Regions from separate parts of the Mus musculus genome. Here region 1 is linked to region 2. The links are chromatin contacts, called in public Hi-C maps. All regions are on one chromosome and are shown on one strand. Each heading gives the region's core, a stretch centred on a gene start, on an enhancer-like site or on the middle of the called end of the contact. The rest is flanking DNA. Distances are from core to core; before and after follow the strand shown. Region 1 holds the start of E2f7 (E2F transcription factor 7). Region 2 holds the start of Ccdc59 (coiled-coil domain containing 59).

What was found. A called contact is a pair of places that touch in the nucleus more often than the background predicts.
Region 1: a Hi-C map of CD8 T cells shows a contact between it and region 2, with 7 times the contacts expected there. The contact joins the promoter of E2f7 here to the promoter of Ccdc59 in region 2. A contact is called at or near these places in 1 of 39 promoter capture datasets (pre-B cells) and 1 of 484 Hi-C or Micro-C datasets (CD8 T cells).

Annotation. Positions count from the first base shown.
Region 1 is chr10:110,743,871-110,746,840 of GRCm38.p6, reverse strand. E2f7 (E2F transcription factor 7) reads right to left here and starts at 1,402. Exons shown (of 13, transcript NM_178609.5): 1 at 1,162-1,402; 2 at 417-509. The coding sequence starts at 509.
Region 2 is chr10:105,840,210-105,843,356 of GRCm38.p6, reverse strand. It overlaps Ccdc59 (coiled-coil domain containing 59), which reads right to left and starts at 1,878. Exons shown (of 4, transcript NM_025602.3): 1 at 1,702-1,878; 2 at 509-815. The coding sequence starts at 1,855. Mettl25 (methyltransferase like 25) reads left to right here and starts at 1,977. Exons shown (of 12, transcript NM_207522.2): 1 at 1,977-2,281. The coding sequence starts at 2,038.

The sequences.
Region 1 (2,970 bases), core at 153-2,652, 4.9 Mb before region 2:
CACATTGACCCCTGTCTAGGAGGCAAGGCTGTAACTCTTGGGAGACATCTCTGTAGTTGGTCCATTAGGAGGAAGGTGGTGTTTCTCAGCATTCGGACATTAAATCCAGTATTTACAACAACAAAATCCTGTTCCAGGGAATTAACGCTTTCTAATTTCTTCCAACATTAATTCAACTGCCCTTGGGATCTCTAGGCATCACAAACTTCTGATCACTGCATCCAGAATGCACCTTTGGCTTCAGAAGCTGGTTCCAACACTAATGACTTAAGAGGAGCCGAAACAAAGGTCGCAATGGCCCCATTCTCTAAAAACTCCTCTATAACGGCCATCACAATTATGCTGTATACGAGACGAAAGCTAGGCATCACCATCCAAAACATGCTGGAGACTATAAAGTATTTATTTGTGCTTACCTTTTGTGCGTTCTCTGCATCTTCAATGGCAAAATCTAGTCTGGTCTGCCTGGGGCTGATCAAGTCTTTTAGTGTTAAACAATTCACCTCCATCTGGAACACACAACTATATCAGAAAATGATTTTACATTTATTTCCCCCTACAACAACAACGACAAAATGCCACTTGTGAACATCAACTTTCCCTTCCTACAGCATTCCTGGAATTTTCCAAGAATGAAGACACCCTCCATTCCTCATTAAAACTCACACGGACAAACACTTAAAATATACTTAGGAATCACTGGAAATCTGGGAAGACGAAAAAACTGAACAAAACTGCAATCCTTTATGAAAAGCAACAGGCAAAATAGTTACCAAGGAAGGAAGGTGTTAGGCAAATGCCAAGAAAGTTACAGGGTCTCCCAGGTCAGTTAATTTTGGCGCAAAGAACCGGGAGGAATTCAACTTTGAGTGGGTTTGATCTAGGGGGTAGACTGAAACCTGATCTAGAGACCAACCCATGCGGGAAGCGCTCAGCCCCTCCCTAGGCATCTAAGCACACCCCAAGTGAAACTCTTCCCAGGGGACCCCTAAATCGTGGGGGTAGGTGGTAGTGGGGACCAGCCTCCTTCACCTAGCGCTGCAGCCAGCACAACCCCAGGGGGCACTCGGACCCGGGGCCTGTGGGACGGCATCCAGGGCGGCGGGTAACCCGTCTCCGCATTCCCGCCTCCCCATCCGAGGGGGCCGCACGCTTCCTTACTGTCGCTGCGCGATGGAGGGTCTCTCCGGGGACGTCCGCAGCCGCACGCGTGAGCGGGCAGAGCGTGTAGATCTCAGCGGCCGGCTGGCGACATGGGCAGGGCAGGGCAAGGCTCGCAGATCCTCCGCTCCACCCGCGGTGTCCGCGTAGCGACAGCGTCTCCTACCCGCCTAAGCCAAGCTCCAGCCCTGGATCGCGGTCCCCGCTAAAACACCTCCTCTGGCGCCTTGAGACTGAATTTGAGCATTCACCAATGCGCGGCGGCCGGCGGGGCGGTGCCGACCAATGGCGCGGCGGCACGGCCCGAAGCCCCGCCCCTCGCTGTCTTGGCGCTCGGCGCCGCGCCTTTCCTCCCCTTCGCCCGCCCGCCGGATTGTTGTCGCCTCGCCCCCTCCCCCTTCCGGGTACCTGGAGGCGGTGACGCGGGAGCGTTTCCCGCGGGGACGCGGGCGCGGACGCGGGAAGCCGGGGCGGGGCGGCGCGGGCCGGCGCGCTCTCCGCGGGGCGCCCTTTTGTTGTGGGGGACCGACCCACGCCGGCCCCCAGCGCAGCAGATGGAGCCGGGGAAACGATCCGCACGCGCGGGATGCTGCGGACGCCGCCCTGCCCCCAGCAACCTGCGGGAGCCGAGTTGCCGGGACCTGCCAGGGCGGCTCCCTAGCACCCGGCGCCGCCAGGTGACACGTGAACCCTGGTTAGCACCTGGGCTGCGAGCAGATGGCACGCCCGTTAGCCCTGGGAACAACCCCGGCAGCCGCACCAAAGGGGGTTTTGCAAAAGGTTTCCTGGTGTTCCCTCTCCAGAGCATTAGAGATGGTCGAGAATGTGTTATTAGACAGTTTCTAGTAAGGACTAGCTTGGGGGATGGGGGAACAGTCAAGAATATCTCTGGAATATTACTGATTTCTATTAGACCTTTCACTTCCTTCGGATTCTTATTTAAAATATGAACCTAAGGAAAGACTGCTATTTTAGGCCCCTCTTGAGAAACTCTTGTTTAGAACCGTTTTGGATTTGCACAAAAAACTGAAAAGATACTTTAAAAGAGTTCACTCACATCTAGTACCCAGTTTCAGCCACTTATGTAAGTACAAAGCACTTGTTTAAGTCACTATTTATTCAGGTTTTCTTTTTACCAAATGCTTTTTTATTTCCTGTTGGAGGACATCGCTTTTGTTCATCTCTCCTAAGCTCCTGGTTCAGTTTCTTGGGTTGATCCCCAGATTTTCCCCGAGTACTGTTATTTTGTAGGGTGCCCTCAGCTGGGATTTATAACGGCCTCTTTAACACATGCCCACGAGTATTTCCCCACTTCAACGCAAAACTATCATTCTCATTACCCCGTCTTAGCCGTTCCGTGCAAAGGCCCCACCCTTCACCTCTCAGCTCTCAAAAATGTACAATGAGCCATCAGAAGAATTCAAAATATTTACTCAAGTCCTTCGGTTTTTACTCCAGTCTGCTGGTACATTCAGCCTGAAAATGGCTACCGGACTATACCTTAGAAAAGACCAGAACGCATGTAAAACAATCCGCATGAACAAATAAACAATAGTAGCTTAAAAAAAAAGTATGTCTATGGCAAATAACAATTTGAAGACTATAGGGATAGCTCAGCCAATAAAGTGCTTGAAGGATCAGAGTTGGACCTCTGGTGCCCATGCTGGTGTGGAGGTGCCTGTGCTTGCAGCACCAGCAGGCACAGACCGATCCCTGGGGCTTGCGGACTAGCCTGTTTAATAAGCTCCAGATAAAGGAAAGACCCCCGTGTCAAAAACCAGAGGTATGGGGTTGGAGAGATGGCTTAAT
Region 2 (3,147 bases), core at 629-3,128:
ATACTATCCTTTCTATCATAGTGGACACTGGTATACCACTATGGAAAGTCTGGCTTTATAAGCCAAAGTGGCAATGGCTACACATCTGCATTGTTTTTCTAGTATCTGGTTATGTTGCCCATGCTGGCCTGGGACTGGGAATTGTCTGGACTCAGGTTCCTAAATGTTGGGCTTCCAGATCTACAACATCAAACATAGTCCCCCACCCCCAAATTAAGATGCACACATTAATACTGCGCTTAATTACGGTCCAATTATATTACATGTTCTTGAGAGGCTGCAATTCAAAACTCAGATCTCTTAATTCTCATTTCCTATTTTCGACATCTCTGCTCAACTAGCCTCTTTCAGTCATTTAACACTAAGTGGGGAGACTCCATGAAATACCATTACATGACTTGAAAAAAGTGCTAAGAAAAATCCTGATTCTTACAAATTTTTCCCTGTGTCGTCAGTAAAACATTCTTTACATTTAAAGTGAGGAATTTCTGAAGACGGAGGTGCTTACCTTCCTGTGTTCAGCTCTTCTGGCTGTGGCTGGTGACCACCTGGCGGTTCTTCAGAGGAAGTCTGCTCAGTGCTGCCCTCCTCTTCAGGCAAAGGCCGGTCAACCTGTTCTTCTGACAAAGCCAGGCCAGCCTTTCTTTGCTGTTTTCTGAGTCTTTCCTCTTCGGCCAGATAGAGGTGTTTCAGGTGCTCTGGGTAACGATCTGTGAACTGGGACTCCTGTGACGCTGGTGCCTCCTTCACCTTCCACAGCAATTTCTTGTAATTTTGCTGGATCTTCAGTTTTCTCCGAAATGCAAAACCTTGTCCTAACATTGAAGGATTTCAGTTACAATTACTTTAACAGAAAATGAAAACTAAATATTTTTTTCTTTTACTTTATATTCAAATGAGAGAATTACTTGGCTTTGCTTTAAAGATAAGGTTAGGCAACCATTTAATGGTACACTGAAGAGCAAGGTGGCCCTTTACCTAAATATAAGGGTAACAGCGAGTTGTCAGACATCACATTAAAAACTCTAAGTACAGTAAACTAAACTTTACTGCTCACCTTGAATTTAGACTCATATCCACAAATTACATTTTATTTAATCCACATACAATCTCACTTGGGTCTTCAGTAAACACTTAATAAATAAAGTAGAGTAGTCTAGTATTTTTCCCTTGGAGGATCTTACTAATCACTTATTTTCCAAAACACAACACAAAACAAAAGGGGGAGGTACTGTACAACTTTCTGAACACCTGTCGATTATTCTTAGATCGAACAAAAACCACTTAAGCATCTGACATGCAACGAGAGGCCTTCAAAGACAAGACATCGAATCGAATCTAAGGAAGGCAGCAGTATGAGACTGGAGGGCTACTGTGGTGTCTTTTGGTTATCAAAGCTTTGGGGCAGAGTATTTTAATGTAATATTGTATCTATATTACATACTTGCTGTAGTAGAGATGCAAGTATGTCTGGGTGCTTCTTAGCCAAGCGCACCTCTAGACGCCCCGTGTCTTCGCTTAGACCTGAGATCTGCGTTAAATCACTGAAGCTGACCGCACCGTCCGGTTCTCAGTCAAAGGACTGAGAAGCTCTCGGACTTGGCGAGCTTAGGAACGGCTTCCCCGATCTCAAGCCGGATCCCATCCTACTCCCTCGACTTCGGCGGGCCCGAGCGCTCCTCCACGGCTGTCCCTCCTTACCCTTGCGCACGCTCCCCCGGAAGGCTTGCTGGGGGTTCGGCCGCCAAGTCCTGCGCTTCCCATTCTGGTTTCCGAATCTGACCTGAGAGATCCCTTCCCCACGCGCCGCAAACCCTCCGGTCCGCCACTTGGAAGACGGCCGCGAAGGCGCCATCTTTTTCCACGGTGGGAGTTCCTGGAACGCCAGTGGACGCCGACCTAACACGTCACGAGGCGGAAGCAATCAATCGCCCAACCCGGCGCGTGCTCGGAGCTCGACTGCCTCAGCCTGAGCCGCTTCCGGCGGGGAAGAGAGGGGTCGCGCGGCCATGTTGGCGCCACCTGCAGCCCCGGAGGATGAGCGTCATGGCGGCGGCCTGCCCTCTGCCCAGGACCCCGGACCTGCCCACGCTGCACGACAAGTTACAGGGCTTGCTGAGCTTCCTCAGGGGCGCCCTGGCCATTTCCAGCGCGCACACGGTGGACTTCTACACCAAGTCGGTCTGGCAGGAGCTGGTCGACCTGCCCCCTGAGAGCGTGCTGGCGGCGCTGAGGGAGTCGGCGGTGGAGGCCGAGCCGCGCGAGGCAGAGACGGGATCAGGTGACTGGCGGGGCGGGCGGGGCGGGCGGGGCGGGGGCTGTCAGCGCGCCCCCTGGTGGAACTCGGCGGAAGTGGCAGGGACTTGAAGGATGCTGTTACCTAGGAGATGAATTGGAGGGAGCTGAATAGCGAGGATGGATGGAGACGGGCGGGGTCCCCTCTGGGTTCTAATCTGGGTGTTGGTCAAGTTCCACAACTTAAAGTAGTCAACCCGGGGAAGAGGCGTTCCTTCATTTATTGATTCAACAATTTAGTTTTGAAAACATCTAAAGGCTGTGTGATGATCAATACAAAGTAGAAGTGGACTTGGGGGACCAATAAGAGCCAGTTCCTACTCGGCACAAGGTATCGTGGATTAGGATGGTGATAGTGAAAGCTTTGAGTGCTCGCTAGTTAATTTGAAAACACACCTTTAATTCCCAGCACTTGGGAGGCGGAAGCGGAGGCAGGCAGATTTCTGAGTTCGAGGCCTGCCTGGTCTACACAGAGAAACCCAGTCTCGGGGAAAAAAAGAAGAAGAAGAAGAAGAAAACTGTATTTTCAATATCAGTTATGCACCCTGGTGTTTTCTAGGCTCTGGAGTTTGATACCCGCAAGAAACTTAGATTCTACCAACTTAGATTCTATTCTGGAAATAGAGGAACAGGAACAGTAGCAGCTACTGGAATTGCTTGTGCTTTGCTTCCAGGTGTTCCAGATGTTGTCAGCATTAGTGAACTTACTTAATCACTGAAGCAGCCTGTAAATGCAAAGTGCCCCGGGGGCGGAGGTAGGGGCCATGGAGGGGGGGGGGTTATAATGGTAGAACTTAAGACACATTGGTTCTTGGGCAATAGTTCCTGGTTGTTGGAAAGTTAGACACCCTT